Regions from separate parts of the Callithrix jacchus genome. Here region 1 is linked to region 2. Evidence: chromatin contacts called from public Hi-C data. All regions are on one chromosome and are shown on one strand. Each heading gives the region's core, a stretch centred on a gene start, on an enhancer-like site or on the middle of the called end of the contact. The rest is flanking DNA. Distances are from core to core; before and after follow the strand shown.

Evidence for each region. A called contact is a pair of places that touch in the nucleus more often than the background predicts.
Region 1: a Hi-C map of skeletal muscle shows a contact between it and region 2, with 12 times the contacts expected there. The contact joins two enhancer-like sites. A contact is called at or near these places in 2 of 3 Hi-C or Micro-C datasets (both in skeletal muscle).

What each region holds. Positions count from the first base shown.
Region 1 is chr9:13,975,651-13,979,299 of calJac240_pri, reverse strand. WNK1 (WNK lysine deficient protein kinase 1) reads right to left here. Exons shown (of 26, transcript XM_078338381.1): 2 at 844-1,016. Among named protein-coding and RNA genes, the nearest start is that of WNK1, 50 kb to the right of the region's middle. Within about 2 kb of position 2,324, at least 3 of the 16 cell types and tissues checked have an H3K27ac peak or open chromatin away from gene starts, as enhancers often do. A contact at or near this core is called in skeletal muscle, where this site is marked.
Region 2 is chr9:13,739,944-13,743,242 of calJac240_pri, reverse strand. All of the region lies in intron 3 of NINJ2 (ninjurin 2), which reads left to right. Among named protein-coding and RNA genes, the nearest start is that of NINJ2, 98 kb to the left of the region's middle. Within about 2 kb of position 1,347, at least 11 of the 16 cell types and tissues checked have an H3K27ac peak or open chromatin away from gene starts, as enhancers often do. A contact at or near this core is called in skeletal muscle, where this site is marked.

The sequences.
Region 1 (3,649 bases), core at 1,075-3,574, 240 kb before region 2:
GCAGTGGCACGATCTTGGCTTACTGCAACCTCCGCTTCCTGGGTTCAAGCGATTCTCCTGCCTTAGCCTCCTGAGTAACTGGGACTACAGGCAAGTACCATCCACATCCAGCTAATTTTTTGTATTTTTAGTAGAGTTGGGGTTTCACCATGTTAGCAGGATGGTCTTGATCTCCTGACCTCGTGACCTGCCTGCCTTGGCTTCCCAAAGTGCTGGGATTACAAGCTTGACCCACCACAGCCAGCCAAGCCACTTAATTTTACAAACACCAATCAGTATGACTTAAATTAACTAGATTTACTTTGCAATAACTTCTCATTTCTTTCTTTTTTTTTTTCCCCTGAGACAGAGTCTGGCTCAGTTACCCAGGCTGGAGTACAATGGCATGATCTGGGCTCACTGCAGCCTCTGCCTCCTGGGTTCAAGCGATTCTCCTGCCTCAGCCTCCCAAGTAGCTCGGATTACAGATGCAGGCCATCATGTCCTGCTAAGTTTTGTATTTTCAGTACAGACCGGGTTTCACCAAGATGGTCAGGCTGATTTCAAACTCCTGACCTCAAGTGATCCACCCACCTCAGCCTCCCAAAGAGCTGGGATTACAGGCATGAGCCACCACGCCCGACCATGACCTCTCATTTCAATACTTACCAAGAAATAATTAGCAAATCACTTTATATACCAGAGGACTTTTGGGCAAGGAAATATGCTAATACAGTAACAGTTGGAAGGATTGTTCCTTTCTTAGTAGGATGGACAACAAAAGTAAAACTCGTAGGCCTGAAATTTCAAAAATCATATTCTCTCATATTTCTTGGTCAGCTTTTGTAATACTGATGCACTTACGTTTTAAGTGTTCCAGACGTCATAAGTTCAGTCACCAAAACAATACACTTCTTTCCTTTTACTGTAGATTCCCAGGAATCATAAAATCTAACAATATTGGGATGCTGAAGACCCTTTAACATTTCAGCTTCTTCTTTAAATCTCTGCCTCTCAGACTTTGTTAACTTTCGATCCTAAAATCAAAAACCAAAACAGAATGTGGTTTAAAATGATAAAACACCAAATCAAACAGTTAATCTTAGATACTAAACATTACTAAATCATGATCAATGGTGTTTAAAGAATGCAAATGCTAAAAATGCTCATGACAGATTTTGGATTATTTTATGAATTCATGCTTGAGATCATTTTAGTATCTTTACTGTTAATATGTACCTCAGATATAGTCTCATTTTTGTAAGGTGCAGTTAATGGTCCATATCCAAAATAAGTCATCAATTGCTAGACATGCAATTTAATGTCAGGAAATGAACATATAGGCTTTGGAAGCAAAAAGACCTAAATATAAATTCTAGTTCTATCTTTGTATTGATTAAAATAAATGTATCTTTAACCAAAACTTTTTTTTTTTTAAGAGACAGAAGCTCACTCTGTGACCAAGGCTGGAGTGTAGCAGTGCTATCATAGCTCACTGCTGCCTCAATTCCTGAGGTCAAGGGATCCTCACACCTCAGCCTCCAGAGTAACTAGGACTACAGGCATGTGCCACCTTGCCTGGTTAACTTTTTAGTATTTTTGTAGAGATGAGGTCTTGCTATAATGCACAGGCTGGTCTTGAACTTCTGGTGATCCTCCTACTTTGGCATCCCAAAGCCTGGGATTACAGCGGTGAGCCACTGTGTAAAGCCTATTTTTTTGTTTTAAGCAATAATATTCAAGTATTTGTCTTCAAGTCAGGAAAATTCTCAGTTATTATCTCTCTAAACACTGTTTCCTCTCATTCTCTTTTCCCCTCCCAATTCTTCTTTTTAAACAATTTTTAAATGTGTGTGTGTATAACCTTATTTCATCCTTAATATCCTTTAATTTTTCTCTCATTTTCCATTTCTTTTTGTCTGCTACTTTCTGGGCAATGTTTTCAGATCTACCTTCTTGTTCGTTAATTTTTCTCTTCCGTTATTACATCAATTATTAATCGAACTTTGAGTTCTCAGTCTGTCACCAAAAGTACCCAATCAGGAATGTAATAAAAAGAAACTACCAAGTTACTACTCCTGTTTCTACTCTGTCCACTAGCATCAAAACCAATGTATACAGGGAGCAGGAAGGCTAGGCGCATACCAAAAGCTTCAGTGGCGGGGAAATTCTCCAGCCATCTTACCAGGCCTAATGGCTGGGGGAGGCATCTGTCCCTCCCCACTCAGCAGTAACCCTATATTTGAGATTTTCAATGAGGCATGATAATCACAGCTCAATTTGCAATGATCTCCTCCAATCTCCACTCCATTCCTGCTTCATGAACATACAGGTTTTCCCAGCATCTTGGGAACTTCTCCCTCTCTCTCAGGGTTTTGCTCCATCTTCAAATTATTACTGCAAGATTAGCCTCTCCCAAAGTTCCACAAAAGCCCCCTTTTGTACTCCTTTTTCACCTTTATTCTAACCCCACAGTCAGAGACTACATCCTGTATCCACAAAGTCACATACCCTATCTAGTAAGCCTCAGATACAGGCAGCAGAGCTATTTCATCCTGGATTATCCTCCTAAAATGTGCCCTTCCCAGAGAATAGAGAGGCAAAGTCAAGTCAAAGTATCTGGGGACAACGGGTGAAGAAGGTGGCACTTCTCATTTAGTTAATTTCAATGTATTTTTATTTCCTGAAGTTCTATTTGGGTCTTTATCAAAATCAATTATTCATCACTGTACCTCCCTATTACACACATCTTGCTGTTTTAGTTTTTTTGATTTTTAGTCCTTTTTACATTTTTTCACTTTGTCCACATTTTAGTCAGAATATTTCTTAATGCCCATGTAATCAATTCTTAATATGCCAATTTAATTCTTAGAAATACTATTTTTGACATTTTTAATATCTCTGAAATCAGAATATATCAAACAAATGGAGTCTAAGTGTCATAACTCTGTTTAAAACTTTTTAACAGCTTTCTACAGCCTTTAGGATAAAGCTAAAAATCACTGTAATCTAGAGGTTTCCTACAATGATCTTCACCCAAACTTTGAGCCTAATTTCTCACCACATTTATTTTTTCCATTCTCAAACATATCATGCTTTTCATACATGTCGTTCCCTCTATCTAGAATGCCTATCAGCCTTTTCTGCCAAGTTAATGCCCAGTCATCCTTCAAAGAATAATTCATTTCCTCAGGGACATCTTCCCTGACTGTCTCTCATTCTAGGGTAAATCATTCCTCTGACCCATATTTTTAGGAACTATACACATGCCTCTTTCACAGCACTTAATCACAGGTAACACTGACTCTTATCCCCATAGAATAAGCACTCAGAGGCTTTATTTTGTTATGAAAAGGCAGTGACGAAATACCTTTTTGGTGTTCTATCTTTAGTACCTGACAACCTAGCATAGTGATTTGTTCAACAGCCATTTGTTGAATGAATTCCATAAATGTGTTTTCCCCTCAATACCCCTTTGAAAGTGTGTATGTTTGTGTCTTAATAAGCAGTTAGCATTTCCCCAAGGATAAAAAATTCCTATGACTTAAAAGAAAAATGAGAATTGAAATTGGGCCTCTGAGTCTCAGTTAAGTCCAATACAATCCATATACAGAATGACCACTTGCAAAGGTCACAGCTTTTGGTTTTTAAAAGCTTTTGGTTTGTATAA
Region 2 (3,299 bases), core at 98-2,597:
CCCCTGTTCTTCTGGGCCTGTCCAGTGTGTGGTCTGAGTGTGAGCTCGCCACAAAGGAAGGCTGCCATGTGGGTCTTCTCAGGGCTGGCAGGAATGACAGGGGAGGGTCACCCGTATCCTGCAGCGGCCTCTCTGCTATGGCCTCAGCGTCCGGATTCTCCACTCAGAGCCTCCACTTCCTCATCCCTAGATCAGTCTGTGCTGGGAAGGACCCAAGGAAGCCTGTGTTCCAGTCCCTTCAATCTCGCAGATAAGCAAAGGAGCTTAATGCGTGGGCCTGCTTGCTCACTCCTGAAAGCAGAGCTGGACTGTCGTCAAGGTGCTGTTGGTGTCACCCGGAGGGTGTCACCCGGAAGGAGAGCTACACCCTCCCATGGGACGCACACGGCCTGCCCTAGGCCCCAGGGCCTAACCACAGTGAGCTGTGGCTCCTGGCTTTTTGGTAGGGCAGTCACTTACCCCCCTCAGCCCTCCCGCTGGGAGAATGGCCCTGTAATCTTGTGTCCAAGAAAGAGCAGAACGATCTGTTGTACCTTAAGGCCCCCACTGGCAGTAATGTCAATAAACAAGGTAAAAACATGTTTACTTTTCTGTTAAGAAAAGGCATTCTTTTCCTATCCAACCCCAGTTTTGTAAAGAAACAAAACTATGGGCCAACAAGGATTAAAGGATAAACGGCCGTCTGGCAGAACAATGAAGCAATCCTTGACTTCAAGGGATGGAATAGCACCAGCGTTGGGAGCTGGGACTTGGCAAGGGGCCAGACTGAGCTGGAACCAGAGAGGAGGATGCCGAATAGGGAGGGAAATGACTCTGCTGGGCAGACCCAGGAGTGGGGCAAACGGGGGACTGCTGGGTCTGTGGTGTCTCCTACCCGCTGCCTCATCCCCTGCCAATCACCAAACCCACGTCCTCTTGTGGCCAAAGGCCTAGAGCTGTACAGATCAGACTCTGGATCTACTCTCACCCCCTCGCACCCCTCCCGCCCCAGCTTCATGACGCCCCAAATTCCCCTTCTGTCCGGGTGTCATTGGTTGGCTGGATTTTGATGGGCAGCCTTTCCCCAGGCAACCACCCCTTGAACAAGGACTCTGGGAACCCAAAGCAATGAGTCTTGGGCAGTGTCCTGCCGCCCGTAAGTGGCAGGGGAGGGGCGAGCAGGGCAGGGCAGAATGAGACCTCAGTAAGACACTGAGCCAGCCTCGTTGAGAGAGGGATCTCACGCTGGGAGCATGGGAACCGCTTGGATTCTGTCCTTTCTTCTGGGGAGGAGCAAAGCGTCGTTCTGTCTGTCCGTGGCCTCTGCCCTCCAGTATTATAGGTGTGGAAAGTGACCACCAAGGTGCCAAGCCCAGAGGCAGAGCTGGTCCTAGGAATCGGGAGTCCCAGCCTGCCGGCCCCTGCTCTTCCAGGATCAACTCAAAAGGGGCGGGGAGCGGGCGGAGCGCTGCGCGCTTGTGGCGGGTGGAGGCCGCCAGCGCACCCGGGCCAGCTCTGCAGGGAGGGCGCAGAAGCCAGGGTCAGGGCCAGGACAAGGGGAGGGAGGCAAGCGAGAGCCGGCGGCGAAGAGTCCGGTGAAACGGGAATGACTCATGCTGGGAGGCTGTGCTCCCCTGTCCTTCCCACATTCCCGGGTCTCTGTTCTGGACCCGCCTGGGCCTGGCCTTAAAGGGCCAGCTCATCTGAGCAGGAGCCGGGGCCACCCTACTGCGCTCCCCACTCCTCCATCATCTGACCCCTGTGGGGTTGCTCTCAATCCCTGGGTTGTGGGCGACAAGGATGGCCCCCTGCAGGATTTAGGGCTTTGTCTGATTCAGTCCTCCCACTGTAAGGGAGCCCGCAGGCCATTTCCTCCATCCCCCTGCCCCTGAGCAGGGCTGCACCTAAACTGGCCACAAGGATTAGGAAATCTTTCCCTGCTTTTAAAGATGTCGCACTAAGGGGGCCCCTTTCCAGGCACCTTCGACCCTTTCCCTCCGCGGTCCCCTGGGCTGCAGGTTGTGCCGAAGGCCCCTCCCCTCTCCGTCTCCCCACCCCAAGCTGGCCCCATTTCAGCTTCGGTTGATTCCCGAACTCTGACTTGACACACGTGTTTGGTGGGTTTTAGGTCGGCCCATACAGACTTGTGGGCCAGGCTCCCGGTCCGGGCCTCGGATGGGTCCAGGTTTCACACAAATCCCGTCCTGCGCGTGGGTTCCTCGGGGTGGAAACGCCATGCGGCAGCTGCGGTGCCCGAGGCCCTTCTCTGGACCCTGCGCGCCACCGTGTGGACGCTCTGGAGAACTGGCGCCTGCGGGGATGCCCTGCAGAGATCCCGCCCAGCACCCGCAGTTCAAGGCAGTACTGAATCGGCTCTACATTTAGAGAGGAAAGGATGAGGGCACCCCCTAAGCGCACTGCGAGTCCCACATCGTCTGTGAAACGATAGCTCTAAATTACTAACAAAAGCCAAGCAGCTCTGTTAAAATTTACATAGCAATACTTTTCATTGAGGCTTGGGAAGACCTCCAAGTTCCCCAAGTATTCTCCCCTTCCACCCACTGCCACCTCTTCCCGCACTATTTGGTCAGTGCTCAAAACATACCACTGGAGGTCTGGGTTTAAGGTTCTGTCCACTGTTAACAAATTTTCAGGGAACGGAGTCTTTTTCCCTCGAAGCTAGACCAGTTCATCAGAGGTTGAACTGAAGCTGAGGATGGAAGGACAAAGTGCAAATCTTGCAGGAATGGGGGAGGGAGAAGAGGGGTGGCACTGCCTTGGGGCAGGGAGGCCAGGGGGCACAGCTGAGCCTGGACAGAAGCCCTTTGAATTTGGGGGTAGGAGGCGAGACTCTCTTGCCTAATGAGTGCTCCTGGAGTCCAACAAATAGTCACCAAATGGGCTATGACCACAGGCTGCTGCAGCCTTGGGGCTGACAGTGACCATGGGCCTTTGCGGGGTGTTGGCCCTGGGATCCCTGGCCCTAAGCAACCAGGCCAGCTGGCCCTAGACAAGCCAGCCTTGCTTAAACTGCATTTCCAAAGGCCCTGAAAGCTGTGTGGTATCCTAAGTCCACGAAGGTCCTCACTCACCCTTTGTCCCTACCTTCTCCAGCCCCACTGGCTGCCTCCAGCACAAGCAGAAACCCAGGTCTCAGCAACATCAAACACAAGCGAAGGCAGGGAAAGGTAGTGAGCACTCCATTCCTTCCGTGCCCACAGCCTTTTTCTTTCTTTCTCTGGGCCCCGGCTCCCAGCCTGATTTTGGTGGCTGTGAAAAGGAGTTTGCCAGCACCTGTTGTGAGCAGCCTGTGGCCCAAT